2 separate regions of the Gossypium arboreum genome follow, and region 2 is linked to region 1. The links are chromatin contacts, called in public Hi-C maps. All regions are on one chromosome and are shown on one strand. The core of a region is the stretch at or near the end of the contact, and the rest is flanking DNA. Distances in the headings are between cores, read along the strand shown.

Region 1 (4,734 bases), core at 789-3,288:
TACAAAATACACATTATTTTTATAATATAATTTTTATGATTTATAATATAAGAATTTTTCCATAACCATCCCAAGCTCTCATACATGTTCAAACTTATAATATAATTTTAAAATTAGATATTTGTATAATTATCTACGTAAATACTACAATTGTCACCCTTGCCTTAGAATTGAAATGTGTAATTAGGGTGCTTCAATTATACTCAATTTGGTGGGACTCACCAAATATAGTGTTTATCCAAACATACCACCTTTGTATAATTAAAAACAATTACATATAAATCCAATCATGAAGTGGATTTCTAAAATTACGTTAAAAAGATATAAATATGCAAAAAAAAAAAAGAAGCAAAAGTCTACAATGCATATAGTAAAAAAATGATAATAGAATATACAAAATGATAGTATAGAGGTCAAATTAATAAAAAATTTATATAAAATATTAAAATGATAATTTAGTTATAATATAGAGGTCAAAAGAGATATTAAGCTTTAAAATATTTTTATTTAAATTTAATTATAAAAATATGTAATATATAATATTAATATATAAACAGTAAAAATAAATCAAATTTAAACTTAGGAATTTTTTTTTTTTAAGTGTAGATCTATGAACGAGTCCAATTACAATAATGAAATTTGGATTCAGCAGAAAAATAGAGCTAAATCTCACATTTCTCCGTACAATTAATTAACAAATTTTAATTAAATATTAATGAATTAATTGAAGTAGACATTCTCAACTTTTGACCGTTATTTTAAATTAGTCTTTAAATTTAAAATATTCTAATTATATCTCTGAATTATTGATATTATATTAATTAGGTTCTTTCATTATTAAAATCATTAATTCATCATTAAATGACATGATAAATTATATGTAGCTAAATTTAAAATGAAATTTTTTAGAAAAAACATTGCCGCATAACTTTTAAAAGTAAAAACTAGAAATAAAGTAAAATTTAAAAAGAGAAAGTGAATGACAAAGCCTTTGTAGAAGTTTCGAAAACCTTAACAAATATTTTTACAAGATTCATTTTTACAATATTCATTTTTCTTAAATTTTCATTTTAAATTATGTCAAATACGATCTCACATATAATATAATAGTTAAATTAACAATTTTAGTAACAAAGAGATCTAATTGATATAATCTCAATAGGTTGAGATGTAATTAGAATGATTTGAAGTTTGGGGACCAATTTAAAATAAGGGTCATGCTTTGGGAATGCATAGTGCAATTAACTCAATAACCCCCTATAATACTCCAACCGCCCCATGAATTGATTATTCCTAAACAAGTCATGAAGGGTATAACAAACATACATTGCCTCCACATTAGATCAAGAACGGGATCGAAGGGATCAAAAACGACTAATTCATATAACGCATATGGCTCTGGTTGCTGGTTGGGCCGACTCAATGGCTCTATATAAATTAGCTGTTTTTGTTCCCTCTGATCCCGTTCTTGATCCAATGTGGAGACAAGGTATGTTTGTTATACCCTTTATGACTCACTTAGGAATAATCAATTCATGGGGCGGTTAGAGTATTACAGGGGGACTATAACAAATTCGGGTATACTAATAATAAGAATAAGGGCAAATTACGCCCATGGTCATTCTAAAATAGGGTCTATCTTATTTTAATGACTCCAATTTTTTTCTTAATTTAGTCACTCTAAATAAGATAATTGTGTGAATTAATCACTTCGGTTAAAACTTTTGTTTTCTTCTAAGGGGATGTTGATGTGACATATTAGCACGTTGAATGTCTAACATTTGGTACTTTTTTGTTGACTTTTGACTAAAGTTGGGAAAAACTTTTAAACTAATTATAGAGAGATCCCTAAATTTTAGTCAAAAGTCAATAAAAAAATATTACGTATTAGTCACTTAATGTGCTAATGTACCACATCAACAATCCGTTAGAAAACAGAAATTTTAACATAGTGACCAATTTACAAATTTCTTATTTAGAGTGGGTAAATTAAAAAAAATAAAATCAAAAGCCATATTTTAGAGTCACAATGAGTTTACCCTAAAAACGAAAAAGAAAATTCGTTGCACTTTTACACTACTATAGAAAAAGGTCAAAAATTTCATCACCCATATATATATGAACCCTACTTTCGCACTCTGAAAACCCTAGCCCTTCATTGCTCTTCCACCTCCGCAAATCCCCGCCCAACTCTCCGCCGCCGCCACCGCCACCGCAACCGCCACCGCCACCGCCACAGATCCAAGCAATGGGCCGCGTCCGTACCAAAACAGTGAAGAAATCCTCCCGTCAGGTCATCGAGCGCTACTACTCTCGCATGACCCTCGATTTCCACACTAACAAGAAGATCATCGAAGAAGTTGCCATTATCCCATCCAAGAGGCTCCGCAACAAGATCGCCGGCTTCTCGACCCATTTGATGAAACGGATCCAGAGGGGTCCGGTTCGCGGCATTTCCTTGAAGCTCCAAGAGGAAGAGCGTGAGCGCCGCATGGATTTCGTCCCCGATGAATCGGCCATCAAGGTCGACCAAATCGAAGTTGATAAGGAAACTCTTTATATGCTTTCGGTTCTTGGGATGTCTGATATTCCGGGGCTTGTTAAGGTTGATCCAGTCGCCGTTGTTCCTCAAATCGGGTTCGGCCGTGGTGGTGGACCCGGAAGGAGGTTTTAATTGGTTAGTGTCCGTCTATTTGATGGGTTCTTAATTTTAAGTTCATTATGTTTTATTTTTTGGGTAGTATTTAAATTTTGTGGTTCTTGTTGGAACAATATTAGTTTTTATGTTAAATGGTACTGGAATTTGTTGAGTTTGATGTGCGCTTTCTTTTTAAAAGCATTTGAAAATGAGAAACTTTTTAGTTTCTGCGATTGTTGATTGCCATTTATTTTATTTTTTCTTTGAATTTCATTTTTGTATACTGAGGTATTATGTTGATTGATTGAAATGGTGAATTTGAGAATAACGCCCCATTTTCGATTCCAATTTTGGGATTTTATTCATTAGGTGAAAAGTTGAGGTAAAGAATCCCAATTCTGGTTATTTTGTTTTCAATCACATGTTCATGTTCAGCAATTTTTAATGGCAATTGTGAGCAAGAAACTAAAAGATTGTATGGTTCAATTTTAAAGTTGTATTCTTTGTGCTGTGGGAAAGGCATCCATGGAAATGGTGGGTTTTTCATTAAGCCAACTTGCAGAATCCTTGGGCTCATATCTTTCTTTTATCTTTGTATTCCCTGATCATGGTTGGATTTGAACATGAATAAAAACTGAAAAAACATTTGGTTTGTCACATCTGCTTGCAGATTTATCACTTATTTTAATTAGTGGTTGAGTTTGTAACATTGGAAGTTTTGAACTGGAATGTGTCTTTAGAAGTCGTTAATGAACTCAATTTTGTGTATACATCTATGATTAGAATTCTTGGAAAGTTCACAACCTTATAATGCATTCATGTAACTGTTTGTAGATTAGCGGTAGAGCTTCGGCAGTTTCTTCTTCCTTATTTCTTGTTTGTTCTCTCCCTGCAAATACTTGCATTTTATCTCTTGCGGTTCTTTAGAGTAGATCAGACAATGATAGATTAGCTTAGTCATCTAATGGAGGTTCCTGTGTTATTTCAACCCCTGGATTCTCTCTTTCTTTTCTCTTGCAGTTTGTGTACGGATCATTTTGGGTTGTTTGAGGTTAGGGTTATCTGAGTCTGATTCTTTTTGGGTTGGGAAGGTTAGGTGGTGAAGTTATTTCATTTCGTTCTAGGCAATAGTTACATCTATGTTGCTTCGACTGTTAAAGTTGTAGATCTTACCATGGGTATGAGAAATAATAGAAAAACTTGACAATTGTTAAATAAATGGGAGTTGGACACATAGAATAAGGTCTGTGTTACCTCTTCACTAACAATTGTGGGTTGTCATGGATCCTAGAGAGTTGTATTTTGAGCAACCATCTCATTCTGGAGAGCTGTCTGTACATTATATAATATCAAGAGAGAGAGCAGTAAATAGTTTGATTGACTGGCTTTTTAAGGTTTTATTTCTTCTAAAGAAATTATGGACATGGTTGAAAAAACTTGAACCCTCATGTTTGGCGCTTCAATTAATTAAACCCATTACGGGAAGATAATAAACAGATTAGACATTTTTTTTACTATATTATATTAGACTTTTTTTTCCTATATTATATTCAAGGATGAAATTGAAATAAAATATTTAAAATGGATTATTTTGGTAAAAATCCAGAATTAATCAAAAAAAAATTTGTTATATCGATTTTTGTATCAATGAACAGTCAATTTTTAAATCCATGATTACAGCAAAATAGCGATAATTTCTTGCTTCATCACCCCTCCCCCCTTTTTATCCTATTCCTATTATCTAAATGGGTTAATATAAAAAATCTCTTTGTCAGGCCCAGCAGCCCATTTCATACATACTTTTATATGTAACGTCGCCGTATTGTTCCCCTTTGGGCATTACGCCGGTGATTGTGCCCCCTGACTGGGTACAATGCATCACTTCCTAGAAAATCAATATTCAATTATATAATGTCGAAAACAAAAAGGGGCAAAATCGGAAAACTCTCCCAAATATCAGCGGGAAAAAGAGCCGTTGCTCATTAGACTACCCAAAACTTGGCGCCAAAAACAAAAATTCCCCCTTCCCCCTGCCCGTAAATTCCCGGGCAGCCTACCCTTCTTTCTCTCTTCCCTTTAAGAAATCAAAAGCTAAG
Region 2 (4,841 bases), core at 1,785-4,284, 260 kb after region 1:
TCATATGGTTAGCCTCGTGGTTTCATTGACAAAAAAGTAATTTTTAGTAAGGGCACTTAAATATTATCAGAGGATTTGAATTACCTATAACGTGACAAGTCTTCTATGAATATTATGAAATATTGTTGACTATTCTAGGATGTCGTAGAAAATGACTCACAAATATCAATATGAATTAATTTTAAGACGTTTGAAGATTTATTAGCGCCCAATCTTTTGGTTTTGGTCTGTTTTCTTTTGATGCAATTAACACAGACATCAAAGTCTATGAAGTTAAGCGACTCTAAAATGCCATTAGACACAAGGCGCTTAACTCTACCTTTTGAGATTTGACCTAAGCGCTTATGTCATAATGATGTTGAATTTTTCTTATTTAATTTTCGTTTAATATCACGTGATTCTACATGCAAGATTTCATTATAGGATGCAACTGTATCTAGCAGACAAAGGTTTTCATAAGCATTTAAATAATCAGTTCCAACAACATTTGAATTTAAAGACAAACTAAACTAATTGTTTCCAAATGAATAATAATATCCAAATTTGTCGAACAAAGAAACATAAACTAAATTACACCTAAAAGATGGTACTATAAAAGTGTCTTTTAAATCCAAATAAAAACTAGTTCCTAATAACAACCTAAAATGTCCAATTGCTTCCATTTTCATCGATTTTCCATCGCTCACGAAGATGTGTCTTTCACCATCACTTGGCTTTCAGTAGCTCAGGCAAATCTACATAGAAACACTTATGTGAGTAGTAGCACCAAAATCTATCCACCAAGTGTTTTTAGATATTGAAGCTAAATTAACCTTAGAACATACCAAAGTAAGAATTATACATTTCTTTACATGCCAGACATGATATTTGACACATTCTTTCTTCACGTGTCTAGACTCGTTACAAAAGAAACAATCCTTTGTAACTTCTTATTGTTTCTTTTTAGCTAGACCCTTAGTAGTTTCATTCTGATATTTTATTTTCTTGCTCTTATCTTTAGAGGCACTAGCCAAATGAACACTTTCAGACTTATCATACTTCAACCTTTCTTCCTATTTCACACAATGAGAAATGAGCTAATTTAGATCCCATTAATCTTATTGATAGTTTTAACTAATTTTGAATTGGTTAAATTGTGCAGAAAGCGATACCAAAACCATAAAAACAAACAATTCCTCAGAAAAATTAATCTTAAGTGTCTTATATCTTGAAGCAATATGAAACATCTCCATAATTTATTCCCTTACATTTTCTTGACCTTTATACTTCATACTTCATAGATATCAAAGAAGTCAATATATATATAATCGAAATATCAAATCAAAATATCAAACCCATAAAATTTTATGAACCAATCATTCCAAAAAAAATAGAAACTTAATTAATTCCCAATGATTCGACATGACAAGGCTCTAATACCAATTGTTAGAACCGTAAAATTTTGATATAAAACTTAATAAATCAAACTTTGTCATGTTAGATCATCAAGAATAAACCAAAAACAAAAGTAAATGCGGAAGCGTACTTGAATCCATTATTGGAGATTACCCAGAAGGTTTTAATCTTCTAAGAAAATAGTTTTTCTCTTTATATAATTCACTGTGATGATAATGGAAAAAAAATGAGATATCATTATTTCTTGGGGACCACTACCTCTTTTAAATAACTGATTATTAAATCAGCATTGGGTATTTATAATTTGGCCCCTTATCAAATTATAAGTACTACTTATGACATCTACATATTATTTCCATGACACTTTAATTCCTATAATATTTATAACATAATTGGTTACTTAATATTGTATTACACTTTATAATTGCATTATATATTATATATTATACATATGTGCTCATAATTGAGGATTTTAATTCAACAAGACCGACATGTTTTGATGTATTATTTTGAGTTTATTGATATTTTAAATATTTATCGCATATATATTTATAATCTCACTTTTAGTTTCTTAATAAATTATATATTATTTTGATAAAAATAAATTATAAATTATATATACATACAAATATATCCCAATTATATACATATAAATATATTTCTATGTAAATATAAGTTTTCAATTATTAATTAAGTTCAATAATTTAATTTAATAGCTTTTAATTTTAAATTTAATAATAGAAAAATTAAAATGGTTAAAATAAAAAAATAAAAAAATAGTTTAAAATATCAAAATTTTGTACCAACCGATATAGGATGATACAAGCTAGTATTCATTGAAAGGAGCCGAAACATATTAAAATATTGACCCAAAAAAGTAGACTACTCTACACATTCCAATTACTTAATAGACTTGTGATTAGTCTCGAATGAGGTTAAATTAGATATTAAATCAATAGAATGCTCTGTTGGAGTTTATTTTCTAAATTTATAATCCTAAAACTTGAAATTAACTCAATTTAAATAGGGATGAGTAAAACTCGATTTGATTTGATTCGAAAAATAAAATAAAAAATCAAATTTTGACTTTTTCAAGTCAACTCAAATAAGTAATTCGAGTTTTGAGTTCGAGCCGAGTTGAATTTTACAATTCGAATAATTCTAGTAATAGATTGGTGTAAATACTCTTTTAGTCCTTGCCAATTTTGAAAATGAGCAAATTTGTTAATCTCTAAAAAATTACAAAAATCCAAAATAATTTTCAAAATTTAAAATTTATATTTTAAAAAATTATAATTTTTTAAAAAATATAGAGTAAAATTTTAAAATTTTCTAAAATAATAATTAGACCTAAATAAGTTAATTAATGATTCAAGTATATCATAGTAGAGTATGTTAATATTTTATTATTTTACTTTGAAAAATTTTTAATATATATGATTTCAAATTTATGTACATCAAATTAATTATATGGTAATAAAATTTTAATTTAATATATTTAATTTTTAATTTAATTGAAAAATTTCAATCAATTCGATTCGACTCAAATTTTATTTTACTAGACTCAAGAAAAGTTATTAAATTAAATTAAAATAATAAAATATAACTCCTCATCTCATTTAACATTAAATTTGTTCCATGCATCGAAGTGAGATAAAAAATTTCATTTATCTTATTTTATTTAATCTCATATTACAGTATTGTGAATAGAAATCCGACTTGGTGCAAGAGTTCGGAGTGTATCGAACATAAAGAGAAAAAGGAGTTCTCTTGGTGCTGAAGCGAGCCGTTTTGTGACCCATTGGCGCCTTGGCTGCGTTGCTCTGAGAAGCAAGCTCAAGCTCTCAAGAGAAGATTAGCTTCTCCATTTCGAAAACAGATACTTATGATTTTGATCCTAGATATTCCAAATTTACCCTTTCCCTTTCTCTAATTTTACCACCACCATGCCCATCTCTCTTTCATCTTCCCCCTCTTACTCTATTCTCAACCTAAAAACCAGACTCCACTCTCCGCTCTATCTCACGACAGTGAAACGACACCGTCTCTGGTCTCCAACTCCAACCAAAAATTACAATGCCGATTTCCAAGAAATTCTTCCCGGAAAATATTCCGGTCATTTGGGAGCCGTCCAGGCACGTGGCAGCTGGTGGAACCTTCCCGGTGTCCAAGCTTCGGAATCCTCTACGGCGAAGCCTGTTACTGTTTCGATGGCTCTTAAGCGAATATGGGGTTTGATCGGAGACGATAATTGGATTGTTTTTCTCGCGCTCGGTGCTTTGTTCATCGCTGCTGTTCGTAAAATTCATAACTCAATTGAAAATTTTAGCATTTTAAAATGAATTTCTTATTTCTCTATTTTAAAATAAAAAAAAAGAGTTAAATTCCAGGTTTCGGAGATTTCGATGCCTAGGATATTGGCGGCGTCGGTATTTTCTGCTAACAGTGGTGAGTCCGCAGCGTTTTTTAGAAGCTCGCGGATGTTGATTTTACTGTTAATTATCTCAGGAATTTGCAGGTATTTTATAAAACTTGTAAATGTTATTTGCTTTCGTTTATTTGAGTGAATTGTTTGAAATTTTATTTCTCTCTTTTATGTGAATTGCAGTGGCTTGCGAAGTGGCTGCTTTGCCATGGCAAATACAATCTTGGTAAGAAATTTTTTTTACATAAATTTAGTGCTACTTACGCTTTTGCTTTGCAAAATAAAGGGGGAAAGTCTTTATTGTTATTTTTTTGGTATATTGAACTATTATATTTCAATTTTTAGCTTCTTATCATTCATTTTAGTTATTTGCTAAAAAGTAGTAAATAAACACAACCTTATATTTTCATTTCCCTTTTTCTCTGACTGCAATACTTTAATTGCAGGTTAAGCGTCTTAGGCGAAGCTTATATGCATATCTTGTTTTTCAGGTTCGTGATCTATTTGAGAATTGTTTGTAGTACTTGGGGTTGTGAATTATGATGATGATGATACTTGGGGTATAGGTTCGACCATCTAAACACCCTTCAAATGCGTGGAAAACTAGAAAAAAAGTTCAACATATCTGTGTTGGACACTTACCTGTATTGGTTTGTAGTAAACCACTATCTGCTGCTGGTGCTTTTGATGTAGGATATATCCTTTTTTGACATGGAAACAGTTGGTAGTTTGACGAGTAGGCTTGGATCAGATTGTCAACGGCTCTCTCATGTTATTGGGAATGATATCCATCTGATAATCCGCAATGCTATTCAGGTTTTTTTTTTTTTTTAATATTATGCTTGCTGTGAATTTTTGTTTCCGGGTAGAGTTTGATAACTTAATTCCTTTTGGATTTTTAGGGAACAGGTGCTTTGATAAATTTACTGACTTTATCTTGGCCACTTACATTACCAACTTTGATTATATGCTCTGTTCTTGCTATAATATTTTCCATTTATGGCCGGTGAGAATTCTCTCT

What was found. A called contact is a pair of places that touch in the nucleus more often than the background predicts.
Region 2: a Hi-C map of leaf shows a contact between it and region 1, with 2.8 times the contacts expected there. The contact joins the promoter of LOC108454340 here to the promoter of LOC108455721 in region 1. A contact is called at or near these places in 2 of 5 Hi-C or Micro-C datasets (both in leaf).

What each region holds. Positions count from the first base shown.
Region 1 is chr9:10,632,055-10,636,788 of ASM2569848v2, forward strand. LOC108455721 (40S ribosomal protein S17-like) reads left to right here and starts at 2,039. Exons shown (of 1, transcript XM_017754259.2): 1 at 2,039-2,871. The coding sequence starts at 2,249. The coding sequence ends at 2,674.
Region 2 is chr9:10,888,990-10,893,830 of ASM2569848v2, forward strand. LOC108454340 (ABC transporter B family member 26, chloroplastic-like) reads left to right here and starts at 3,035. Exons shown (of 18, transcript XM_017752769.2): 1 at 3,035-3,689; 2 at 3,786-3,913; 3 at 4,004-4,046; 4 at 4,267-4,311; 5 at 4,514-4,636; 6 at 4,723-4,826. The coding sequence starts at 3,342. It also overlaps the pseudogene LOC108455656.